Regions from separate parts of the Mus musculus genome. Here all the other regions are linked to region 3. The links are chromatin contacts, called in public ChIA-PET and Hi-C maps. All regions are on one chromosome and are shown on one strand. Each heading gives the region's core, a stretch centred on a gene start, on an enhancer-like site or on the middle of the called end of the contact. The rest is flanking DNA. Distances are from core to core; before and after follow the strand shown. Region 1 overlaps Cfap43 (cilia and flagella associated protein 43). Region 2 has its middle 24 kb from the start of Gsto2. Region 3 overlaps Stn1 (STN1, CST complex subunit).

What was found. Hi-C and Micro-C count contacts between places; a contact is called where the count stands out from the background. ChIA-PET counts read pairs in DNA pulled down with a chosen protein or histone mark.
Region 1: a Hi-C map of DN3 thymocytes shows a contact between it and region 3, with 10 times the contacts expected there. The contact joins two enhancer-like sites. A contact is called at or near these places in 6 of 15 datasets of contacts at CTCF or cohesin (the G1E-ER4 cell line, embryonic stem cells, large pre-B cells and 2 more), 173 of 484 Hi-C or Micro-C datasets (the 3T3-L1 cell line, the 4T1 cell line, the 63-12 cell line and 88 more), 31 of 115 datasets of contacts at active chromatin or transcription factors (CD4 single positive thymocytes, DN3 thymocytes, the HPC-7 cell line and 24 more) and 4 of 9 other capture datasets (adipose tissue, embryonic stem cells, liver and 1 more).
Region 2: a contact with region 3 is called in an RNA polymerase II ChIA-PET map of memory CD8 T cells, with 12 read pairs. The contact joins two enhancer-like sites. A contact is called at or near these places in 1 of 15 datasets of contacts at CTCF or cohesin (embryonic stem cells), 10 of 484 Hi-C or Micro-C datasets (B cells, CD8 T cells, the HL-1 cell line and 5 more), 4 of 115 datasets of contacts at active chromatin or transcription factors (large pre-B cells, memory CD8 T cells, pancreatic cancer cells and 1 more) and 1 of 9 other capture datasets (embryonic stem cells).

What each region holds. Positions count from the first base shown.
Region 1 is chr19:47,815,208-47,820,017 of GRCm38.p6, forward strand. It overlaps Cfap43 (cilia and flagella associated protein 43), which reads right to left. Exons shown (of 38, transcript NM_027559.2): 6 at 606-765. Among named protein-coding and RNA genes, the nearest start is that of Cfap43, 20 kb to the right of the region's middle. Within about 2 kb of position 2,679, at least 4 of the 459 cell types and tissues checked have an H3K27ac peak or open chromatin away from gene starts, as enhancers often do. A contact at or near this core is called in DN3 thymocytes, where this site is marked.
Region 2 is chr19:47,887,844-47,892,624 of GRCm38.p6, forward strand. No RefSeq gene overlaps it. Among named protein-coding and RNA genes, the nearest start is that of Gsto2, 24 kb to the left of the region's middle. Within about 2 kb of position 2,843, at least 87 of the 459 cell types and tissues checked have an H3K27ac peak or open chromatin away from gene starts, as enhancers often do. A contact at or near this core is called in B cells, CD8 T cells, the HL-1 cell line and 1 more, where this site is marked.
Region 3 is chr19:47,505,136-47,509,560 of GRCm38.p6, forward strand. It overlaps Stn1 (STN1, CST complex subunit), which reads right to left. Exons shown (of 10, transcript NM_175360.3): 9 at 2,671-2,743. Among named protein-coding and RNA genes, the nearest start is that of Gm19557, 5.6 kb to the right of the region's middle. Within about 2 kb of position 2,801, at least 208 of the 459 cell types and tissues checked have an H3K27ac peak or open chromatin away from gene starts, as enhancers often do. A contact at or near this core is called in B cells, CD8 T cells, DN3 thymocytes and 2 more, where this site is marked.

The sequences.
Region 1 (4,810 bases), core at 1,429-3,928, 310 kb after region 3:
AAGAAAGAATGGGTCAGGTTTGTTGCAAAAAACCTGGGTGAAGATTACCGGATCGGAGATCAGAACTTGGGAGTCCAAGGCCTTATTCCCTGGACTCTGGTGTCAGCCCCACAGCTCACAAGAATCTGAGCTTGTTTGTTTGGAGGTTATGTGTGGTGGGAGGGGAGGGTCCATGTGCGGGGGAAGTCAGAGGACAACACCCCATGAGGATTAAGCCCTGATTGGTGGGCTTGCTGGCACGCCCCCTAACTTGCTGAGACATTTTACTGGCTCTTGAAGACGAGGGTGCCCTGTAAATCTCGTGTGTGGTGAAGCTACAGGTGTATCTCCTTGTGGTGTCCCGAGGATTTTATGACACGAATATATAGAGTTGTATCTTTTGGTATCCTCACACTAGGAGCCGGCTAACTTTTAGTAAGCAGTGAGTAGCCACAAGTGTATCCGCAGGACTTGCTAACAGAGACTCAAACTTAAGGAGGCCCCAGGATGTCTCTAAGAAAGGGGGAAAATCAGGGACCCCCCCCCCCCAATCCACCATCTTGAAGGATGTGCAATGCTAACCCAACAACTGTGCTTCCGGACTCGGAGGCAGGGCAGTCTCTTACCCGGAAGTGGAAACTCCTCCGCCTTCTGGAGCACGGTCACCTTCAGGGTTTCTGTGTTAATCATCAGAAGATGACCCTCTTCACACCCAACGTACAGGTCGCTTGACGGAGTCCAGCAGTGCATAGTTGGGTGAAGCAGAGGATATATGTCATCTTTCGGCTTTGGGAGGGAAGAGCATCCATGTGTTAGGACGGCAATCATGGTTAAGGGCCACAGAAACACCCACCAAAAGAACCGTCACAAAGAAACCAACCAGAGCGAGCTGCCGGGGAGTGGGGGTGGGGGTGGGAGTGGGGGGAATGCATCGATTTTTCATTTTCAACATCAGAGTCCTATCTCTTCCCCCCTTGCTCTCTATACTTTACTCACTGTGAACAACCAAGGCTCTCCTGCTAATACAATTGATTAGTACTCTGTTAACTATTTCTTAGTGCCCACTTTTGGCACCTAGAGTCCTTAATTGGTCACAAAAAACCCCCTTTCAGAAAAGATTGTCGTTAGCATTGTCGTTAAATTGTCTTCTGGTCTTGCAAGGGTCACTTGCAAAGGTTAGCTTGGGGGCCTCTGCTCAGTTGGCTTTCAAAGGCAAAGAGATGACCTTTAGCCTGATGCTGCGGCCCCTCTCATTTGGTCCGTGATCATTCCATGTGCCTTCGAGTCCATCGAGGAATCATAACGTAAGCATAAGTTGACTTTGGGCTCCAAAACCAGTTTGGATCGAGTTTAAAGCAAGTTTTTTTCCACAAAAGCTTAAAGGTGGGGGTGGAGGTGGAGGTGGAGGTGGGGGTGGGGTGGAATGGGGGTGTCTCTCAGGTTCTGTGGGCCATGTGGGTTGAGTATACTCCTTGTTTTCTTTTGCATGACCCTTGAAAGTGTAAAAACCATTCTTAGATTTGGGCCACAAAAAGGGACCATAATTTGTTCAGGCTTGTCTTAGATGGTGATATTGAGTCTTCTCCCAGGGCCTTTAGCACTTGTGTTGAGCAAGGAGAGGCTGTCCTTTGTCAGCACAGCACCAAACCCTAGAGCCTCTTCCTAGGAAGTCTTGAACAGACCACACACTCTCCTCCCTGAAGCTCAAGGTGGCCTTGACAAATATGTCAGAAATGTTGCCTGCAGTGCTCGATTTTGAATTCAGGATACTAGAATATTCTCTCTCTTCCCCCCCCCCCCCACTCTCTCCTCCTTTCCCCCTCCCTTTTCCCCTCTCCCCCATGTTCCCCCTCTTTCTTTTTCCTTCCTTTTGCAGTGCAGGAAGCTATTGCATGCTAAACAAGCATTCTACCTCCAATCCCACTCCTTCTAAGTAACTACTGAAATGTACTAGAGTGCGCGTGCTAATGAGTGCACATGTGTGCGTACCTGCAAGTACATATATGTATGTGCTTGTATATGCTGATGTGTGTATGCGCACACATGTATACAGAAGTGCACATACATGTGTGGATATGCACATGTGTGTGTGTGCATGTTTGTGTATGTGCGCACATGTGTGTGTGACTATTTGTGTATTGTTGTGCTTCTTGTAGTTCTACATGATTAAGAATTGGACCTTGTTTCCTTCTGGCACCCAGGGACATAAACTTTGTTAACAAACTAGGGGCCACTTTCCTAGCATGTCTAGAGAGTTTTATGTTTATGTTGCTGGGTGGTGGCGCACGCCTTTAATCCCAGCACTTGGGAGGCAGAGGCAGGTGGATTTCTGAGTTCGAGGCCAGCCTGGTCTACAGAGTGAGTTCTAGGGCAGCCAGCACTACACAGAGGAAACCCTGTCTCCAAAAAAAACAAAGGGAAAAAAATCTGTGTCTGTGCCCTGCTTTTACTTGGGCACTCATTCACTGAGTTTCCGTGAGTATTGGGCCCTTTCCAGACAGTGTTCTGAATATCCACATGTGGAGGTGAGTGGCAGAAAAGCCCCTTCCCTTACGGAGTTTTCCTACCAATGAGGGGGAAAGAGAGTGAGAGTTAGATAGTAAGTTGCAACGTTGAATATGGAGGATGTCATGTGCTAAGAAGCATGTTGAAGAGAAGTGAGGTGAGAGCCGGCGCAGCTGCTGGGAAGGACTGCCAACCACATGCCCAGCGATCTTCTGTTGTAAATGGCTTGTGGTGTGCCAGCCACCCTCCCAATAAACGCTCAACTGTCTGACAAGAGACAACACACTGCTCTTTTAAATTTATGAACGATCCCTACCAGGCTCTCAGCTGACATAAGTTGCTGATCTTGCCCATTCCAAGAAACCTGTGTTAGCTACCGGTTCTACGGCAGCCAGTGTGGCCAGTCTGCTTTCTCCTCAGTGGGGCAGTCACGTAGAGAGGAATCAGGGGGGTGGCAGAATCAGGAAGCAGAGAGGTGATGGCTGGGACAGGCATGTGGGTTACAGGAGCCGTGATGATAAAGCCATGGGAGGAGAGTGAAAAGAGAGGTTAGATGTTCAGGTGGACCTTGAAATGTGATCAGCGCAGTGGTCAGAAGAAGAAGTTGCGATATGCAATATGATGCTATTTCAAAGGGGGAGGTGACTTTAACGGTGTGGCTAACCTATTTTATGTCTTCATAGATTGGACAATTAGGGAAAAAAAAACCTCAATAGTCACTACTCACCAACCCACTCCAAATTAAAAACAATGGTACCATTAACCAACCAGAGGGATTAGATGGTCACCAATGAATGGCTTTTCTGCGGGATCTGCCCAGGCAAAGAGACACTCACTGAAGTACAATATCTAAACCTTCTAGTGTGGTTCTGGTGGCATCTGACAGACTATACATTACAAAAAGACTCTGTCACAGCTAAGTGTACCTAACATATTTATTTATTTAGAGATAGGATCTCACTGTGTAGCCCAGGTTACCCTGGAACTTTTGATCCACCTGCCTCTGTCTACCCGATGCTTGTATTACACCCAGTTTGAAAAAATCCAAGCAAGCAAGCAAGCAAACAAACAAAAACTAACCCTAAAACTGTGCAAAACAAACGCCAACAAATGCCACCAGCCTGGTCCCCAATACCAGTGAGTCTATGTGTGAAGTGGAAGCGGAGGACTCAGACCTGGAAAGCGCTTGGCTGTAGAAAGTTAAACTACAATTGGAGTTTTTCTTCTTCATTTTTTGTAGGATTGATTCCATATTCTTGTTTTTAATAATGCACTTGGTGTTATTTAAGAATAGATGTGGGTAGCCAGATGTGGTGGCGCACGCCTTTAATCCCAGCCCTTGGGAGGCAGAGGCAGGCGGATTTCTGAGTTCGAGGCCAGCCTGGTCTACAGAGTGAGTTCCAGGACAGCCAGGGCTACACAGAGAAACCCTGTCTTGAAAAACAAACAAACAACAACAACAACAAAATAGATGTGGGGGGATCTGGGTTGAATGAGCAGATGTCTTGATTTTCTATTTTTAGTTTTAGAAGAAATGGGGTGTGTTGTAATTGGATCTCAAAACATTTACCAACTCAGCCTCCATTTCCAGGTCCCTGGGATCAGATGTCAGACATTCTGATCGCCTTGAGCCCAAAGATGGAAAACTGGATCCCAGCTTTGTACTGCATTAAAGGTTAGGACAATACAAACATGCTGAGAAATATTTGAGTTCATCAAAGAGTTTCTTATTTAGGCAATCTTGTCTAAAAGAAAAAGAACAGTAGACGGAACACAGAAACTGGACCCTTGAGCTTAAATTCATTATGTTGGGTCCAGTTTCTGCCCAGATAACATCTGCTTTCGATTTTATACACACACACACACACACACACACACACACACACACACACACACACACACACACAGCAAAACTGGATAGTTTTCTCTCTCTCTTTCTTATTTTTGTTTGTTTGTTTTGTTTTGTTTTTTTGTTTTTTTGAGACAGGATTTCTCTGTGTAGCTCTGGCCGTCCTGGAACTCACTCTGCAGGCTAGCCTCAAACTCAGAAACCCTCCTGCCTCCACCTCCCAAGTGCTGGGATTAAAGGTATGTGCCACCACTGCCCGGCTGGATAGTTTTCTAACACCCTAAGTAACTTGCATAATGTGTATTGGGCCTATTTAAAGGTCTACAGTGCGCCAATCTGGTGGTAGCTACATAAAAAATAATGAGATTATTTAATGACTGTGATCTTGTAAGAGTCCCCATCTTGCCAATGTTAGAGACTCTTACATAGAACAAGTCATCATTGGTTTCTTTGACATTAGTACCCAGGTCTCGAGAA
Region 2 (4,781 bases), core at 1,593-4,092, 380 kb after region 3:
AGTGGTATCTCTCTGGGTTAGAGAGTTGCTTTCTTGAGGCTTCACAGTAATTTACAAAGCTTGAAGAACCTGGAAACATAGGCTGGAGAGAATAATAACCAAGGGCAAGGTCACAGGCTGATGACCCACAGCCTTGTCTGGGGTCCGGATGCCCTTTGGGTGTGTGTGACTTCTGCAGGCCACCAGGGTCCTGGCTCCCTTCACTGCTTTGCTCTTGTTACTTCCTGCTCCTCTTTGCTGTTATATTTTCTTTTTTTTTAAAGTTTTTTTTTTTTTTAATGTGTGTATAAGTGTGTTGCTCTGTGTATGCATGTGCGTCACATGTGTGCCCGGTGCCCAAGGAGGAAGTCAGAAGATGGCACAGGTCCTCTGGGACTGGAGTCACACGGCTGATTTCCCCCATGTAGGTGCACACCCAGGTCCCCTGCAAGAGAGCAAATGCTCTTAACCACTGATCCATCTTCCCCGCCTCTCCTCTGGTTCGTGATGTCACCTTCCTAACTCACGCAGCAAGGTGGAGTCACCAATCTCTGGCCGAAACGAGGACTGAGCCTGAAGAATATGAAACAAATCAATAATATTTCATGAAGAGTTCTTATGGGGGTTGGGGAGGAAAATATAAATGTTAAACATGAATGATGGCCGGGGTGGCTGCTCAGTCACGTGTTTGCCACACAGTTTAAGGACCTGAGGTTAGATGCCTGGCATTTATGTACAATGCTGGACATGGTGGGCACATACCTGTGATCCCAGTACAGTGGAGGCAGGGACAGGAGGCATCCAGGAACTCGCTGTCCAAGCTAGTCTAGCTAGATTGGTGTGCTTCCAGAGCAACAGGAGACTTGGTCTCAAAAAATAGAACCTGGAGGGATGCTCAGAGGTTAAGAGCAGTAGCTGCTCTTTCGAAGGACCTGGGTTCGATTCCCGGCACCCACATGGCAGCTCACAACCACCTGTAACCCCAGTCCCAGTTGATCTAGTTCGTTGTTCTGGCCTTCGGGACACTGCCCTCATGCAGAATACAGACATACATGCAGGTGAAGCACCCATAGATATGAAGATAATTTTTTATTGGTTATTTTATTTATTTACATTTCAAATGTTGTCCCCCTTCCCGGTTTCCCCTCTGCAAACCTCCCCATCCCATCCCTCCTCCCTCTGCCTCTATGACAATTCTTTTAAAGGTGGAGAACAATAGAAGAAGCCGCCTTACGTGCCCTCTGACCTCCATGTAGCCACATGTGCACAGGTCTGACCTTTGACCTCCATGTGCGCATGTGCACCCCATACTCACAACTAAAAAAAAAAATGCAATAATGTGAAAAATAGGCAGTCTCATGTTCTCCCAAGACTCTGTTGCTGATGGTCTGAAGGCAACATGGGGGAGCGGGTGGGTGTCCCTAGAGGTCCCAGGCACAGTGATAGAAGGGGACACTTGGCCTGAAGCCAAGGGAGGAGGTCACTGGGATTCACCTAGGAAGCTCTATAGGAAGTCTTCACCTAAAGCTAGCTTCTCACCATGGGAGAGGAACAATGAAGTTGTTCACTGAGTGCTTAAGGCATGCTAGGGACTTCATCTACAATACTTATTCTTCAGAACCTTGCACGATGAATAAGAATTGCCCCCATCCTACAGATGGACAAGCTGAGGCTTTGAGTCCCGTGATTTGTCCAGATGTCTTAGAGCTCATCACCAGTTCTGCCTTCCCAAGCTCTCAAGCAAGAATCATCCCTTACTTAGACTTGGCTTTCCTAGAACCTCTCGGGTAGACAGGGCATACAGACAGTAGTGACTGCCAACCAGTGTGCTTGCTGAATGCACACCCGTGAGACCAGGATGGGGTTGGTAACTCGATAGGTGGGCACACCGGACCCAGCCCAAGGGCAATCTCATGAGACAACTGTTACAGCTCTTCTCCCTTGTTGTCTAAGAGGAAACCCTGTCCCCGGAGCTGGAGGGGTTCTGCCATGGTTGTTTTCCAGATCTTAAGAGCCAGGGAGAGCAGAAGTGTGAGAGGGTCAAAGCACACTGTCTCATGGTCTCAAAAAACTGGGGCAGCATCCCAGACTCCCCCAGGGAAGACCCATAAATGTTTCCAAGGCGCTAACACATGTCTGGCTCCCGGGGAGATATTAATGAAACAGTTCCTGCCGATACTAACTGTGCTGAGGGGGGCCTGCAGGGAAGGCAGACTCCATGTGGGGGGCATTCAGAAGTGGGGATTCAGCCATGAGGAGGAGCTCATGTGGGTGAGAGGTATGATGGGTGCTGGCTTTGAGGCCATTCTTTGGGCCCTAAGTGAAGCACTTCACATGTCCCAGGGGCATCTCTATCCCCATTTCATGGCGGAGGTAACAGGCAAACCCCACACTTAGAGTAAGGCTGAGACTTGTTGTGCTAGGATGAGCCACAGCTGGGACTGGAACAACCCCAGCTACTAGTTCCAATGGCCATGGGCTCAGCGGGAATATGGCTGGGTGTCCAGAGAACAGCCTCACGTGTGGGCCTCTACACTTGGACGGTGTATGAAGTGGCAGCAAGGGCCTGCTCTTCCCAGAGTCTTTTTGTGCCATTAAGTACTCAGGGCACCTCAACACTTAACGGTTGTGTGGGTCTGAATGCCTGTGGTTCCCAAGCATCCTGTCTGTCCAGGTCACAAAGCACCCAAGGAAACAAGGACAGCTCTTCTTAGACCCTTGGCTGGGTGAAGCTGTGGACTCTGGAAAGCCTGGTTCTTAGGGCATCTGCTGTGGTCTGGCTTGGCCCTGATTCCTGGAATGTGGGTCTGTAACGGCTGCTTCCTCATCTCCCATTAGGACTGACCTGCATCCTCTTTAGACTGCCTTCCGGAAGCTCCAGTCAGCATTATTTATGCCATTTGGAAGAGACGCCAGGACACAGTCAGTCTTTTAGGGGCTCTGTCTAAACATTTCTCTCCTGAGAACTCGTTTTCAGCCCACCCTCCAGAAGTACGTAAGTCACCAGGCTGGGAGGATGCATCCCTAATCAGATGTGAATTCAGTCAAGGGTGGCTAGAAAGGGGAGGCAAGAGGTGGGTCTTTACTTTCTGTTTCTATTTTAAATAAAACCGGTCCAAGAGAAACCAAAAGTACAACTATGTGCTGTAAAGAAACAGGCAGGACTTAAGTCCTCCCGATTCCCCTTCCAACCCGTCTTGTAACGCCCCACTTTGTACTTCTAAGACCTTTGTCCCATGGAGGAACGGACTGTGTTTAAACACCTCTGAGGTTTATGTGGTTCCATTTTGCTGGAAGATAATTTGTTGACAGTTTTAACTCTCTGTTCTCATTGTGGAGCTACAGAGGGACATCAGAGGGCTGGCACATGCTATCCCCCCACCCCCCCAAGCAAAGCCTCATACTGTGCAGAAGCAAACCAGCTGTGCCCAGAGGTACAAGGGAGAAGAGTGAGGCAGTGAGCAGCCATTTAAAAGACTAAGGAACAGACCAGTGTCCAACAGGATGTCCAGGAAAGTTAGACTGGCGTGCTGTCTGTCATGTGTGTGGGAGTTGAAGGAAGGCGTTCATACAGGCTGTTGGCATTGGGACCTCTGAAACCTGTGACATCACATAGGTGGATCCTGCAGACCTGTTACCAACACAACAGGCACCATATTCCTAGAATCCACTTGGTTCACCTCCCACCTCTACCTGCATTATGTCATTTTCCATGTATATAAGGGGTACGTCCCTCCCTCTCTCTCTCTCTCTTTCCCCCTTCTCTTTCTGCTGCCACCTTCCCCCTCCCAATAAACATCTTATGCGTGGAACTGTTTTGACCCAGTACGCTGTGTTCAGATGCGAGCTGCCGCTATGTTAACACATCACATGTACTAGGCACAAATCAGAGAGAGTTGGGAGGAGACACAAGAGACAATGTGAGTGATTGGTTTCTGGGGCATGGACTCAAGGGTTAGCATGAAAGCTTGTATGCTGCTTGACTTGTCAGCTTAAAACATTCATCATGGTACTGTTGTGTGTGCATGTGAGTATGCGTGCATGTGTGTCTGTGTAAACACTAGCTAAAAGAACAGCTATCTTTAGAAGGCACTGGGAAAAGTTGAGTCTAAAAATTTCCCTCTCTGGGCAGGGCAAAGCAGGGTGCAGAGAAAGGGGGACCAGGCAGCTTCAGGCACATATTTCCCCCTGGGAGTGGTTCTTGGCTCTGCCTGGGGCTCACTCCTGGCCAAACCAAACAGACTCTAAGCTCTCCCAGGGGATGGAAACTAGACTGGGACAACTTCTGAATCACAGCCTCAGAGAGCCTGGACAGTCACTGACAGTTGGGCACAGCTGTGGCCAGCCTTGCGTCGGAGGCTGGCCACTCTCCTCTCTCCCCTCCCACCGCACTGAACACACAATCCATTGCTCTACAGCTGTAGCTGAACCAGGTAACTAAAATGTCGACGCTTCACCACTGCTCACCGCATGAAGTCAGGTTTTACTTTAGATTAGCATTCAAGATGTCCACAGTTTGGCCTCCCAGACCCTTCTCCATCTTAACCTTGCATGATGTCTCAGTATATACAAACACATACTTTCTTCCGGATCTGCTTGGACTCTTCTCTGCCGTATACCCCCACGGGCCCCCCCCCCCGTCAAGTCCACTTCGGGATTGATCTGGACTCACTGGAGTTCACATCTGTGTGAGCAGAACGGGGCTGGATCACAGCAGGGGCTGCTGTAGTGTGGCTGCCCACTCACCTCCAAGTTTCTCCAAGGCCTTCCCTAACAACCCTGGGTATCAGTGGTTCTTGGAT
Region 3 (4,425 bases), core at 1,551-4,050:
GGTTGATGATACCAAACTGAATTGAGTTTTCACTCTCACCTCTTCCTGGTTCGCTTCCCTGCCAGCTGTGACTGCCTGCAGGGTCCCCCTCACACAACTTACAGACAGTGGCAGAGCCATCCACCATGGTAGGCTCAGTTGCCCGGGCAGGGGCTGACCAACCAGTGTATATAAAACCTGTCACTTTTTTTTAAGTCTCTTTTAAATATTTTATTGGGGTGCATGTGTGCACGTGCCACGGCACGGATATGAATTAGGGAGCTGCTTCTTGCCGTCCATCTTGCTGCTTTCTGCTGCTGCACTGTGTGTTCCACGCTAGCTGGCCTGGCCCATGAGCTTCGTACCTGCCTCCCAGTTTGCTAGAGGGGTGCTAGGAACACAGGTGTGTGCCACTGAACCCAACTTTTCTGTGTGTTCCAAGGACCTGAACTCTGATAATCAGGCTTTCAGAGCAAGCACTGCCACCCACGGAGCCACTCCTTCCGAGGATGGAGTGTGGACCCCTTTCGTTTACTTTACGGGTGCCAGGCTATAAAGCGCTGCAGTCCCAATGTGCATCAATCTAAGAATGCGGCGGCTGAGGGGCCTGGGATTCAGTGTGGAGGAATGGCATTTTGGGACCATCCGTTCTGGCTGAGGCTCTCACAAAGCAGCAGACAGAGAGGCTGCCTATTGGTTTTGCTTTGTTGCGACAGTCTGTGGGCTGGAGAGGCACCTTGTTTTGGAAGCCTAAGGACCTGAGATTTCAAATCTCTGATACCCATGTAAAATCAGCCAGGCACGGCTGCAGGAGCGCCTGTAACCCCTGCACTGTGTGAATGTGGGGAGGGAGGGGTAGGCACAGGAGAACAGCTGGAGCACCTTGGCTGCCAGCCTTCCTCCATGCTCAGTGACAAGTCTGTCTTAAAAGAATAGGACAGGGGAAGAACTGAAGGAGCTGAAGGGGGTGGCAACCCCACAAGAAGAACAACAGTGTCAACTAACTGTATCTGGGACCCCTGGGGATTCCCAGAGACTAAACCACCAACCAGTGAGCATATATGAGCATACATGGCCTGGTCCATGGCCCCTGGCCTCAATGGGAGAGGATGTGTACAGGTAGAGACTGGGTGCCCCAGGGAAGGAGGGTTGCGGGGGGGAAAGGTAAGGTAGGGGGAGTGAGAGGGTGAGATGGGGAGCACTCGCTCAGAGGCAGGGGTGGGGTGGGGGGTGGGGGTGAAGAACTCTTGGAGGAGGGACCAGGAATGAGGGTAAGATTTGGAATATAAATAAATAAAGCAGTTTTTAGAAAGAGAGAGAGACAGAGACAGAGAGAGAAGGGCAGAAAGGGATAGAGGACATCTAAAGTCTTCCTTTCATTTCCATGCACATACACCAGGTACATATAACACACACACACATACACACACATACACACACACACATACCACACACACATACACACACACACACATACATACATACACATACACATACACACAGGAAGGGGGAGGGAAAAAGAAAGGTGAAATAGAGGGGTATGGGCAGGGGGAGAAAGAAAGCACATCTCATTGTGTTAACCCTGGCTGACCTCCTGCCTCGGCCTTCCCAGGGCTGGGGTTACAGGTCCATGCGACCATGCCTGCCTGTGCTGCTCCATCCCTGCTACGAATGAGCCAAACAGCATCCATTACTACCGTAACAGGACTGCTTTGGGGCTCGCTCTTTCCTTCCCTTTCCCTCCCTCCCTTCCTTCCTCCGTTCCTTCCTTCCTTCCTTCCTTCCTTCCTTCCTTTCTTTCTTTCTTGTCTGATTGTGGCACCCTATTGGTTCTGATCTCACTGGGTCCTAAACCACAGGGTAGATGACCTGGCCTCCCTCTACCTGTCTGTAGACCCAGCCTTTCCTTCTGGGTCTGAAAGGAGTGAAAGACTTCTCCAGAGAGAATAAAAATAGGAAGGGGACCCAGGGCTAACAACCCTTTCTGCTCCTAGGATCATGGTGACATAAGTATTTGTCATTGGCATATGTTTGCAAAAGCCAGGCTCTGGACGGTCACCTTGAAGACTCACAAGTTCATACAGACTCATGATAAGACGGATGCTTTCTTTGTAATTAGGGTGAATTGATATGCGAGTTATCAGACTAGATGTAGTTTGAGTGTCCAGCCACTAGGGGCCGACCTAACTCCACAAACCGGCACTATTTTTCTAAGCCATTTCATTTATAACTCAAGGGTTTCTTGAGATGACTGGATTTCGTTATTCATGAACTGTAATGTCTAAGAGCCGTCCTGCCTGAAACTGAAAAGCCTTGATGTTTGAGAAGAGAGTGAATGTTGACATTACATTCAGAGGCAGTGGTAAACATGGGCGACAAACCAGGGACCAGAAGCAGCGAGCGCATCTCAGAGCCGAGCGTGGTGGTTCACTTCAGTGTGCCCGAATCTCAGGGAGAGCTTGGTGGTTGGCCTCCAGCTTATCCCTACAGGACCGGACACCCCAGGGCTGTTTAAAGGAGCCCCACATGCTGACTCCTCTGCCCAGGCAACACGACATAGAGGAGAGGACAATGAGTCTCGGAGGACAGAAGCCCTGGCTGTCTCCCTCCTGAGTCAGGACAGAGCATCCTGATTCTGTCTAGGAGGGAAGGAACCCTGGGCGCACCGGCTCACCATCACAAAACACTTACGGTTTGGTTTCTGACAGTCTTCCTTAATGATGTGGTAGATCTTCTGCTGCAGGTCTTTGTCTTTGGTGGTTACCTAAAAGGAGAATCCAGAGAGGAAACGTGGTTTGAGAACACAGCAGTGTGTCACTCAGAACTCAAGACCAGCCTTCGAGGCGGTTCTACAAATCCCATAGCAACGACAAGCCTCCCCCATACGCCCTCCCTCAGTGATTCTGATGCGTGGTGGCCGCTGCAGCTCCGCTCTGCCCCTAAGGACACAGCTCTCTCAGGAGCTGGTTTGTTGGGGCCAGAAGGGAAAGCATAACTGGAACCCTGTGCCTTGAAGGGGCAACTGCCCTTTTCTACACTGTGGCCACTCAGACAGACACTCCTCTTCCTTGCCCAGTGTTTTTGAAGGAGCTCCCGCAGGTTCAAAGTTTCCTCCCTGTCCCAGCCTTCTTCCTCTCGGTCCCCTTCTTGTCTTATATTTCTTTAGTTCCTCTTCTTCTAAGCACAAGGAAGAATTAAAGAAGAAATGGGCATGGGGAAGCCAGCAAGCTAGAGAATCCAGCTTATCTACAGAAACGCTCTCTGCTCTTGTAGGCACACCCACAACCATGTTTCTCAACTAGCAGCAGGCTTCACCCTCAGCTACAGGCAGTAAATTTAATAACACTAGAGAAGAGAGAGGGGAGAAGAGGGAAGGGAAGAGGGAAGAGAGGCAGAGAGGGGGGGAGGGAGAGGAAGCAAAAGAAAAAGAAGGTGAGGGAGGGAGGGAGGAAGAGAAGAAAGGGGAAGAGGGAAGGAAGGAAGGAGTGTGTAAAAGGAGAGAAGAAAGAGGAAGGAGGAAGAGCCAAGTCTAAGCATGGGAACACAGCTGAAGAACTGGGTACAGGAAACAGCCATGGCCGCCCGTGAGACCTGATGACTTCGGACTCACAAGATTAGTGTGAAGGTCAACCATGGGTGCAAACAGAGCTCTGGGCTCTGCTGTAACTATGTCCCCAGCAGGGCTTCAGGAGAAAGGAAAGCCACAAATCAGGGATGAGTGGAAGGGAGGGGTCAGCCACAGAAGGGGCCGTGGGATCTATTCCTGTTTGACTACCCCTTCCAGCTCAGGGTGATTCATTCACAAGAGGAAGTGCCCAACCCTGCCACACCTCGCCCTGGGCAGCTGCAGTTGCCCTGGCTGCTTCCCAGGGAGGGTTGCTCTCTACAGACAGACCCTCACAGAAGCCAACCCAGAACAGAAGGAGGCACAAATCTCTAAGAGGGCTCCAGCTGAACTTAGTGTGACAATGGCCGCCATGTCCTGCTTGGCCCCTCCCATCCCGGGATGAGTGGACAGCACTGTGTTATACTGGCTTACCTCTCAACACTGTGGAAAACCCCTCCTACTTAAATAAATAAAACCTGGGCCTCTCCACAGAGGAAATGACCTGCTAAGTAGACCTCTAGCGAGTCTGCAAGCAGGCAGGCCCAGCAGCCTGTCTCCAGAGCTCTCATCTTATTCTGAAGCCACTTCTCCGCTCTGGACACGAGTGGTCCTCTCTCAGCTTACTGCCTCCAACATCAAAGGCATGCAGCAAGAGGCAGACTTCTACCTTGAAAAGATGGAGGCAAGCAAGCAGCCGTCCCGTTCCTCAGAAGGGAGGCTGGCAAGCAAGGCCTTCAGGGAGGCAGACTGGAGTTACCTGAAAGCTTTAACTAAAGTGTCCTTTGCTCCGGGCGCTCTCCTGCGTGAGCCGTCCTTGGAAATACCAACACAGATTCACA